Regions from separate parts of the Sus scrofa genome. Here region 1 is linked to region 2. A link is a contact called in public Hi-C data. All regions are on one chromosome and are shown on one strand. Each heading gives the region's core, a stretch centred on a gene start, on an enhancer-like site or on the middle of the called end of the contact. The rest is flanking DNA. Distances are from core to core; before and after follow the strand shown.

Region 1 (5,367 bases), core at 2,797-5,296, 34 kb after region 2:
AGTTCCTCCTCGGGGGCTGCAGGTAATACCGAGCCATGTCCTTTGAGCTGTTTTGCAGAGACGCAAACCCCCAGCAGTGGAGGAAGTTACCGAAGTGCTGCCCACAAACGGGCAGACCCCAGACCAGCTAGGAACTTAAAAAGGAAGGTGTTGACTCCCAAGAGCCTCACCACCAGCCAAGCAGGAGAAACGTCCGCGAGCTGGCCGCACAGCCCACAACCCCTCTCCTTCACCCTGTCCTTAAAAGCCATCAAAGTTAAGGGAATTGGGGCCTTTGGGGCACTAGCTGCCTGGACCCCTTGCTTGGCGCCCTGTGATAAACACTGCAATTCCCTTCACAACCACAACCAGCTGTCAGTAGATTGGCTTTAACGGGCACGTGGGTGAGAGGACCCAAGCTGGGATCAGTACCCGTCCAACCTGAATACCACCTCCCCCGAGTGGAGGGGTAGAGGGTGGTGCAGGGGTACCTCACCCTAAATCCCTCGTGTCCTTCTTGACTGGGTGCAAACACAGTCACACGTGCGGTGTGGACAGGACACCCCGCCACAATGAGGTCACAGCTCCGTGAGAGCAAGGGCCCCAATTATAAACCTGACTTTTCACTGACCGGATTATTTGATGATATTAAGCAGAAATAAATCTTTTTGTGTGATGACATCGTGGTTGTTTTTAAAAGCCCAAGTTGGCATCTTTTATAGATGCGCTCACACGTGGAATCGGGTGGGTGGGAGGGAGCAGGTGGAGGTAGGGGTGAAACAAGGTCAGCCAGGTTGAGTAGCTGCAGCTTCGTGATGGGCACATCACATTCACTCAAGTCCACTCTGAGTATGTTTGCAATTTTCCATGATAAAAAGAAAACACGTTTTCCTTCAATTACATACCCACAGCGATGGTCTCCTGGAACAGGACACAGAGAGTGACTCTCGCGACTCCCTAGGAGGGCTGACATGGGCACCCAGACTCCTAGGTGAATCAAAGCAACAGTCACGGCGGGCGCCCGGCAGACAGATCAGACCAGGCTCTGCCCTCAGCCTTCCAGGGCCGCCTCACACTGGAGATACAGCCAGGGGCCCCGCCGTGAGGGATGTGGCTCTTGGCCCCTTCTCCAGCATCCTGCCCTCTCTCCCGGCTTCCTCGGCCCCTGCCATGCTGGGTTCCCCGCTTTTTGAGTGCATGAAGCTCACTCTGGGGTTGGGGTCCCCTGCTGGAAGGCTCCCCTGGACACCCGCGTGGCTCACTCCCAGTTTCCAAATGGTCACCTCCTGACACAGCCCTTCCTTGTCGTCGCCTGGATGCACGCACATCCCCGGTCCCTTCAAACCCTTACCTTCTTTTACTGTTCTTCCCAGCACTCGGGACTCGGACACCACTTTATGCATTTACCCGTGGAGTCTGCCCATCACACGACAGATGGGCTCCCCCAGGGCAGGGGCTTGGTTCAGTTCCCTCCCGAGTCCCCAGCACAAGGACAGGGCCTGGCACATAGCGGATGTGTGATGATGACGAGCAGGCTTGCAGGCCACTGAGCAAAGCATCTTCAGGCTGTTTGTCCGGGGACCAGAGGAGACGCTTGCTCACGACATGTGGCCGGACCCACTGAAGGCAAGTAAACACCTCGTGAGACGAGCACAGGCAGAAATGGCACAGAATTAAACCACCTGTGCCCAGAGCGGAGCAATTAGGCCCCAGGAAGATCTGAGCAGTGAGAGACAGCAACTGGTCCCTCAGGTCAATGAGAAACGGTCACAATGTGACAGAGCAGCTAGGCCTGTCGAGTTCCTGCTGAGGCCGGCAGCCCTTCAGTAACCTGCTGTCCTGAGTGTCACACCTGGCACAAGGAGGATTGCCTCCGTGACTCAGAGCTGCTTGAACATCAACCGCTTATGCCCCTATGCCCCCTGGGCCCTGAAGAAGAACCCTGCCAAGCGGCCTGCTGATGCCCTTTTCTCACTCCCTGCTATTCCTGTGTTGCACCAAACACCCCAAAGTTTCTGGTGTGAATCTGGCTTTTCCAGGCTTTTTTCCAAGTTGGATTCCCATTTAAGAAAGCAGGTGTGGAGAGTTCATTAAGGCAAGGAGACCAAAGACCTCAGGCATGTGTACTGGGTAGGGGAACAGAAGTGGGCGTTTCAGAAATTAGGTCACTGCAAGGCCCCCTGATGTGGAGGGAGCAGGAGGAGGGTAGAAAACACTCATGACCAAACCCACTTGTTGACACCACCTGTGGAGCAAGTGCCAAAGCACTGCAGCCACCACTCCCTGGGGCCTGCGTGGGGCTCCACAGAGCTTCATCTAACACTCACACAGACCCCTAACCAGTGCTAGCACATGCCCAGGTCACAGGTAAGAAAAGTGAGGATTCGCCGACTAGGAACCATGAGGTCGCGGGTTCGGTCCCTGCCCTTGCTCAGTGGGTTAACGATCCGGCGTTGCCGTGAGCTGTGGTGAAGGTTGCAGACGCGGCTCGGATCCCGCGTTGCTGTGGCTCTGGCGTAGGCCGGTGGCTACAGCTCCGATTCATCCCCTAGCCTGGGAACCTCCATATGCCGCGGGAGCGGCCCAAGAAATAGCAACAACAACAACAAAAGACAAAAGACAAAAAAAAAAAAAAAAAAAAAAAAAGAAAAGTGAGGATTCGGAGGTTACCTGAGCATCATCCGGATTGAAACCAGGCTGGCTTCAATGCATCGAGTTCCTTAGGAGCAACACATGGTGGAGGGGAGCCAGGCTGTGTGCGCGCGCTGAAACCAACCTCACCTGCAGGGAGAAGCCCGGGTCCGGAGTCCAGTCAGTGCTGAGGGCGACTGGCCGCGCCCCAGCTCCATGTCACTCCTGTCCAAGAACGAAGTTTCTCCAACACACCTGAAACGACGTGAAGGGGGAGGGAGCAAATGAAGTTTGCCCTGAAAACTACCGGTTAATCCACTACCTAATCTTGGCAACAGGAAGCTCTTTGGGGCTACCTTCAATATTTACCAAGTTCAATAATGTAGCAACTCTACAGAAATGTAACAAAAATAAGTTACATAAAAACCAAGCAGCACCTGTGCCAGTCATGGTAGTACCACGTTTGACTTGGTGTTTTGACTGAGTGGGTCCTTAATACACTGCAACACCAACACTAAACACCACTTGTCTATGAGGAAGGTGGGGGACTGGTGGTCAAAGAAACTTGGGTTTCACCTGTCATGCCTAATTTTTTTTAAAGGAACACACGGGTGGATTCTGGTAGAAGAAAAATGTTGAAGATTCAAAGAAAATGCATCCAAACAGTTTCCTGGTGGTGGAACAACGGCGGATTTTAAAACGTCTTCTTTTGGAATGCCCACTGTGGCTCAGTGGGTTAAGAACCCGATGAGCATCCATGAAGGTGTGGGTTAGATACCTGGCCTCACCTAGTGCATTAAGGATCTGGCATGGCTGCCTGTGGCGAAGGAGTGGGCGGGCAGGTGCAGCTCCAATTCAACCCTAGCCTGGGAACCTCCATACACCTTGGGTGCAGTCCTAACAAGACAAAATGAACAAAATCCAAAGAAGATGTCTTCTACTTTTCTGTACACCCAACTTCCTCCACTTAGGGTATAACTATGGGAGAAGTACCAATAATCTAAGTTTGAAAGGTGATATTTGGGACACATGACTACAGACGTTAATTACACTTTGTTACTGAACAGGAGTAACTACCTAGATCTTTAGAGTAATGTAACTTAGAACTGAGTAAAATGTTCATGCTCAGTGGATGGACAATGATAGGGTGGGTCCTGCTCTTTTAAAGGTAGTGCGTGCGCTCTCTCTCTCACACACACACACACTCACACACTTTTAAGTTGTGCTATATGCAAAAAAAAAGTCATTTGGCACAGTAGGGGTGATTAGAAAAATTTCTTTTATCCTTATATTTAAAAACAATAAAAGATGCTTTTATATATCTTATGCAGATACATTCACAATTTCAAATCATTTACTGGGTTCCCATTAGCTGCCCAACCCACACAGGCATCTTACTGGTATTCAGTGAATCCCAGTTCTTGCACTTGAAGTTATCAGCTGCCTCATGGACAGCCGGATGCAGTAAATACTTCTGTGCCTGCTGCGTGGTCAGCATTCTTATAATTTTCAAGTAAGTGCCTTTTCTTAAAACATTAATCTCACTGAAGAGTCCAGCATAACACGTAATCCACCCAGGTCACGGTCTGCGGACGACTGTGTGAAAGGCAGCCTTGATTTAAATCTCCCGTGATTCAGCTGAGTTGAGCCTGTTGTCCTATCCGAATCCACAAGGCCACCATGAACTCCCACAGTAGCGGGACAGGCAGGGACCTGACTAGTAATTGGGACTAGTCTGGGTTCAGAAGTGCGGTCAATACCTATCTTTGGGACTCTCTTCTCGTGGGTAGAGAGACTTGGATGTCATCTCCGAAGTCCCTTTCTCTGCTTCTAAGCCTTTAAGCTTGACACTGGAATGATGAGCAAATGAAAGCTTTCTTCAAAAGCTTTTGTTCCTTTTTTTGGATCACGACACAAGCTCTAACCTGCAACAGCTGAGAATGAAGGCTGAATTTTCTCTGGAGCAAAGCTGCTGCAAAGTGATCCACACAAATGTTTCATGGCTTAAAACAGACCCTCTTTTTAAATGCCTGGCATTTTATACTTAGATCTTCTTTCAAACAAGAAACTAGTCTTCCATTAAGTTCCTCATCTTCTTGACAAGGTTCCTAGAAAAGCCATTCCAAACCAACCCCTCTGAGTTGACGTTTTTATCAACCAAATCCTGTACTTTTAATTATCGGGCCTAAAAGGAGACTGGCACGGCCGGAGGCTGCCAGGGTGCTGCGGTGGAGCTCCACAGCCCGGCTCCAACGGAGGACCTTTACTCTCAGCTCTGGGGGGAAACCCCAATCAGGGTGCCATCGGGCCTGCTTCTGGACGCCTCTCTCCGTGGCTTCACATGGTCTTCTCTGCCTGTGTCCCAGTCGCCTTGTCTAAGAACACCAGGCTTGCTGGACGAGGGCCCACCCTAAAGGCCTCATTTTAGCTCCATCACCCTTTCAGACACTCTATCTCCAGGTAAGGCCACATTCCGAGGCACGGGGGTTAGAATGTCCAGGAGTATGTGAATTGAGGGGATGCAGTACAGCCCAGAATTGCTAGCCTTTGGGTTTTTCTTCTTCACATACCTTGAGAATCATCTGCAGTAGATTTATCCAAAGCACTGAGAAGAGAGTTTGAAAACCAAAGGTGGTGCCGTGTCATGTGCACGGGGAACAGAGTGATGGGCAAGGAGAGCCCGAGTCTGAGACACTCCGAGGCTCTGAGGCGGCCTGGGGTGGAGAAGGGCGGCCGCCAGTCAAGCCCAGACACCAG
Region 2 (5,556 bases), core at 1,913-4,412:
GTCCTCGATCCGGTCAAACTTGGGGGGGTTCATGGCATACACATCCTCCGGCTTCACCACCAGGGTCTGAAAGGGAAAGGGTGCCCTGTGCGCCTACGCTTCTCTGCGCAACCTGCCTCCACGCCGGGACCAGAAAGTGTGGGCACAGGATAGAACTCAAGGGGACGGGCTGGGGGCGGCGGGGGTGGTGGTAACGGCGTGCGGTTTGCTTCCGTTCTGGGGGCTTTTCCTCCTGTCTCCACCGGGCCTGAGGAGAGGGCGGGATGACGGACAGCAGAAGGGATCCGTGGGCGGGTGGGGAAGGACGCAGGCCCGGGAGGCAGCAGGAACCCCTCAGCCCAGTAATGCCGGCTGGGCCGAGACCCGGCTCCAGAGTCTCTGGTCTTTGCCACCTACTGACCACACAGCAGGTTCACTGGCGTCCCTGAGGCAGGGACTGAGGAGAAGGCACCAGAGTGAGCCAGCAGTGTGTCTCTGAACACAGCTGCCCAGCCCCCAGCCCACATCGTGCCCGTTCACACCCTGCACCCGTGCTCGTGAAAGAGAACCCAGCCCGGCGCCCTTTCTGGGGCCAGGCCGTTACAGCCAGGGGAAGGAGCCACGCAGCAGAGCGGGGGTTGCAGGCACCGGTGGGCCCCTCTGCGCATCCCTCGAGAAGAGAAGCCCCCTGGCCCCCAAGGACCCCGCATGGGGGCGTGGAGCTTGGCCCTGCCCTTCCCTCCTCTGAAGAAGGTCATTTTCCCTGTCCTGCCCCTGGGTGAGGTGGCAGGAATCCTGCCTTCAAGCCGGAATTCACTTAAACCACTCATGCCACCAGCCGCCCCGGGAGGCCCGGCTCATCTTAGGCGCCCGTCATCACGTCCAGTTCCTGCCTCCCCTGCGGCTCCGAGAGCCCTTCTTGGCTGCAGTGACCGAGCCGCCCTCCGGACGTCCGTGCGCGGGAGCATCGCAGGGCAGTTTTCAGTGCCCTCTCCCTTCACGTCCAACCTGATAGTGCTATTTCCTTTTCTTTCTGGGATTTTTTTCCCTCTTCTTTTTAACTTTTCTTAGAACATTTCCAGGGTCTTCTCGTCTAGACTCCAAGGCGTGTGAAGTCCGGAGTTCCTCCCAGCACTTCCCAGTAGCCTGGGCCGGGGCGCTGGGCGGCGCTGCCCTTCGCCTTCTTGGTGTGCGGAAGCTGCGACTTCACATGGAGCTTGTGGTCCACCAGGGCCCTCGACCCCCTTTAGGTAGCTTTACTTCCCTAGGGAGCTTTTGCTAGAAGAATTGGGGGAAACCTAGGCTATCAAAGGCGACTTCTCCCAACTCCACACGCATAGGACCCACAGAGCTGGTCCCCACTGACCTAGAGTGTCACAAACATTGACAAAAGCACCTGAACAGGAATGGCTTTGATCAGCCACAACCAGGGGATTCTCCCGTCCTGCAGCCCGAGGCCGGTATTCCCTCTGCTTTGTCGGGAAGCTAAGGGAGTGATGCCCAGTGAGTGTCACTGGTGCCAGGGAGGTGTTCTGGTGCCCAAGCCACATCTGCAAGTGGCCGGTGTGCAGTGGACACAGCGGGGCAGCCACAGCGGGTGACAGAGGGTGTCTGTCTGGCCTGCAGGGTAGGGACCGGGCTTACCCTGTTGTCTTCGGTCTCCACCGTGACCTTCCCATCCTGGGTGCTCTTAATTTTCCCCTTGGCGTACTCTTCCTTCGAGTCGACCACGAAGCAGTAGGTTTTGGCATCGAAGGGCTGGTTCTGCGCCTCGATCCTCTCCTTTTCCGACTTGCGGAGGAAGGGAGCGGCTATGCCGAACACTTCCATTTCAGTGTCGCTGCTCATGGTGTCGGCTGGAAGGGACCCCCCAGTGAGTCCCCGGGCCAGACTCCAGCCCTGACCCCACAGGCGCCCTCCAGGCGGAGCCCAGGAGCAAGGCCGCCGCCATCCAGCCCCCGGGGATCAAATGGGTGCATTTCATTGAGCAGCTCCTCTGTGCAGAGGACACGGGATGCACGCAATCCAAGCTCCCCCGTTAGCCGGGGCTGGGGCGGGCAGAGTGCCCAGAGGTGGGTGCAGCTCTTGGGACCCCGCTTTCCTCTTCTGTAAAAGCCAGGGGTTGCTGAGGGAAGACGTAAAGGTAAACACTCTCAAAAGCAAACATTCTTCAAAGAGCGTGTTAAAGGGCAAATAGCTAAGGAGTTTTGGAACCGCTCGGATTCAGGGTGGCTCCATCTCCCACCTGGAAACCGGCTTCAGTCCCTTCTACAAACAAGCGGCTTCTCACATCAGCATCTGCTTGGCAGCCTTCCCTGGGGCTCCTCTCCAGCCTAACCTGTCCTGCTCGCCGCAAGGCCGTGGCCGGGGGGGGGGACCAGTACCCTGGAGATGGCTGAGCCAGGGGACCTGACCTGCTTTCTCACCTGAGAGTCACACCCGCAGGAGGACAGCAGACAGCAGCAGCCGTGAGAAATCAGACCTGCAATAAATACACAAAAGGTCAGGAGACGTGGGAGTGTCTGGTTCAGTTCTGAATGGGCCTTAATCAATTAACCAAATGAAGAGAAAGGACGAATAACTTTAAAAGAGCCTTGGCCCAGAGACAAGCTGGAGGAGCAAATGGGACCTGGCCCACAGGTGAGCCCTGAAGGCAGGAGAGCCCCCAGCCGCCCCAGACCTGGCTCCCTCCTGCCCGGGTGGCACCACCCTCTGTCTGCCGTGCCTCCTCCTCAGAGGTGAGCAGTCAGGACAGAAGCTCTGTTTGAAAAGCCTGTGCCTCCAAGCCAGGGCCAGGCCCCCTGTCTTCTGTGGGCAGGCAGGGTGAAGTCTCAGACAAGCCGACGGATGCACAGCCAGCGTGGCCTTGAGAGGACAGACACCGCAGGCCCGCAGCGCAGGTGGGGAGGCGGCCAGGCCCACTGGCCTCTGTACAAGTCAGAGAGGTGGCAGCGTTCATGGGCCGGGGTGACGGGCAGTGGTCCACAGAGCATCCGCAGGGACCCTGCCCAAGAGGGCTCTGGAGGATGAGGGCGGGGGAGAACAGGTGAAGGAAGCGGGATGCTGGAGGCGGGGAGGGGCTGAGAATCAGCCGCACGTCTGGTCCTTACCAAAGCCGGGCAGGGCCACACGAGCCTCTGAGCCTCAGATGGGAAGGACCCGCACAAGGGGCACTGTGACTCTCCTCCGCCCACAGAGCAGCTACAAGGGGCGCTCCCCGCGGGCTTTTATAGCCCCTGCTAACCCCGCCACTCATTCCTTCTCTATATTTGGAAAGAGAGTGACCGACACCACAAGTGAGGACCAGCTCCTTCCTCACTTTTTTTTGCCGCTGCCAAGAGAGAGGTATATATAGAAATGACAGGATCCTAGCTGGAGAAAGCTGGAAGTTTGGGATGCCTTTCTCTGAACCGGCGGCTCAGTGATGGGACAGCCTTGCCGGGAGCCCTCGCTCCATCCCACAGGCGCCACACGGCTGGAGATGAGCCTGGTCTCTGGGACAGCGGGGACCTAGAATCTCGGCCTGTGGGCAAAGGGATGAAGCCAAGGACGGAAAAGTTTAAATCCTCTTGGAGTTTTGAGCAAGGCTTTTGTTACAACACAGGGTTGTGGCAGGAATGTGTGATTGTACAACTTGTGGGGGAACAACAGCAGTCCTCCTGCTGTATTATTAGGATCGTCATTAACTAAACCTCTGTCTTAAGCGCCAGTAGGACCAACGAGTAAATGACTGAGAGGGAGGTAGCCCACCAGCCAGGAGCCACAGTGACAGCTGCTCAAGGACCTGTAGTTATTAAGACATGTCACCAATTAGGAAAGACCAGCTGCTGGCCGGGGCGGGGGTGGGGGGATGGCAGGGCCTGCAGAGAAAGGGGGGTGAGGGGGCGTCTAACGAGCATGGCTGTTTCTAAATCAGGGTTGGAAAAATAAAGCCTTAGGAGCACAGAGGGGTATGGCTGAAGCGTTTGCCCATTCTTATTCCACTTTATGTCTGTTTTTCCCTTTTTTTCCCTGACAGACCGTTGGGAGCGTGGCCTGTGGGTAACCCGTTGTCGTTCATTCTGGTGTCAGCCGTCCCCACTGGAGAATAAGAACGGCCCCCTCCCAGCATAGCCACACGCAGCGCGGGCCAGGAGGCCACTCTAAGGGCTGGGGGTGGGGCAGGGGGAGTGGGGCTGCAGTCCCCGAGGGGCAGGGGCATTAATTAAACACCCACTGCATGCTGGGCCCAAGGCAGAACCCTGGAAGAAGAATCAAAAGAAATGGAAGCTGCAGCTTTACCCTCGATAGTTTCTTGGATAAATGGTGACTCGATTACGTCTGAGATTTTGGTGATTTTTAGATCAAGGCAGGTAGGCAAGTGGCCATCAGGAGGAAAGTCAGGAAGCATGGACCTGCCATGCTACATGTCACGCCCCACCGCCCACCCCCGCCGCTGGGACTGAAACCCCCTCCCCCAGAAATCCTCCTCGTCCAAGAAGAGAGCTCGACCCTCCTCAAGGACCCTCCGGTCCTGAAGGGGCGTGGTCTCCCTGCCCAGGGACGCGCCGGCCTGACTCTCTGCGCCATTGGCCAGCCATCCTGGGAGGCCTGGTGAGGACAGGTGCATGTCACCTGGAAGCAGAGATGTTAGCAAGCCCCCTGGGGCTGAGGGACAGTGCAGGGGCCCTGGCTACGTCTCAGGCTGTGACGTGTGCTGGGTGGTCAGGGGAAGGGTGCTGGCGGTCCCTTCTTAAACACCAGGGGCCGCGGTTGGGGCCGGCTTGCTTTTGACCTTTAGTTGGCGTCGGTTCACCCACCTCTGCACAACCACATCCATCCCACCTCCGGGACACCGAGAGGACGTTTTCCACACAGGATTTCTTTGAGCTTCTTGTCAAGCGTGAAGCCACGTCGCATCCCTGAGCCCAAGGCGAGCTCAAGGCTGACGGCCTCCCACCCCAGCTTTTCCCCCGTCAGCCGGCCTGTCTTCCTTCTCTCCGTCACACGTCCTCCACGAGCACAGAGGCTCGGCTGGGAGGTCTCGGGTCACCTGCCTGACGGCCTGCTTCTGCACATGAGGGGCTGGAAGGCACGAGGGGAAGAAGCCTGCCCAGGCCATGGAACGAGGGTCTGAGGTAGGCAGGGAGCTCCGCTCGCCAGGAGAACCCTGAGGGTGGAAGCAGCGGCAATAACCACCACATAGGAAACAGCCGTAAAACCGGAGGTCAAGAATCCGGAAGCAAGGTCGCCCGGAAAACACCCATAAGGAGGGAGGGGCCGTGGGAACTGCAGCCTGAAGGCTGTGGCACGTCGGGCCAGACGGGCCCGGCTGTGGACCTGGCGCTCACTCTCGCTACCGTGTGATGGCTGGCACTGCACCTGACTTCTCTGAGCCTCTGCTTTCTCATCTGTAAAATGGGGGTGATAGAGCTGCCTGGCAGACCAGCTACGTGCATTCGGCTGGATATTATGTCAGGCACGCTGTGCCTGGTGCTGCATGTAGCTCGCTGGAGACTGAAGGCTTGCTTCTGTGTGTTGCTGCCCACTACGACTGGTCCTCTTGATGGCATTGAGTACATCACATTGGACACTGGT

What was found. A called contact is a pair of places that touch in the nucleus more often than the background predicts.
Region 1: a contact with region 2 is called in a Hi-C map of fetal skeletal muscle, with 2.8 times the contacts expected there. The contact joins the enhancer-like site here to the promoter of LOC396711 in region 2. A contact is called at or near these places in 1 of 5 promoter capture datasets (liver), 4 of 47 Hi-C or Micro-C datasets (brain, embryonic fibroblasts, epiblast stem cells and 1 more) and 1 of 2 datasets of contacts at active chromatin or transcription factors (skeletal muscle).

What each region holds. Positions count from the first base shown.
Region 1 is chr12:55,402,860-55,408,226 of Sscrofa11.1, forward strand. It overlaps LOC100517855 (protein SCO1 homolog, mitochondrial), which reads right to left. Exons shown (of 6, transcript XM_003131996.4): 6 at 3,871-5,367. Among named protein-coding and RNA genes, the nearest start is that of ADPRM, 18 kb to the right of the region's middle. Within about 2 kb of position 4,047, at least 4 of the 83 cell types and tissues checked have an H3K27ac peak or open chromatin away from gene starts, as enhancers often do. A contact at or near this core is called in fetal skeletal muscle, where this site is marked.
Region 2 is chr12:55,370,074-55,375,629 of Sscrofa11.1, forward strand. It overlaps LOC396711 (myosin-3), which reads right to left and starts at 3,163. Exons shown (of 42, transcript XM_013981330.2): 1 at 3,090-3,163; 2 at 2,406-2,461; 3 at 1,624-1,835; 4 at 1-66. The coding sequence starts at 1,827.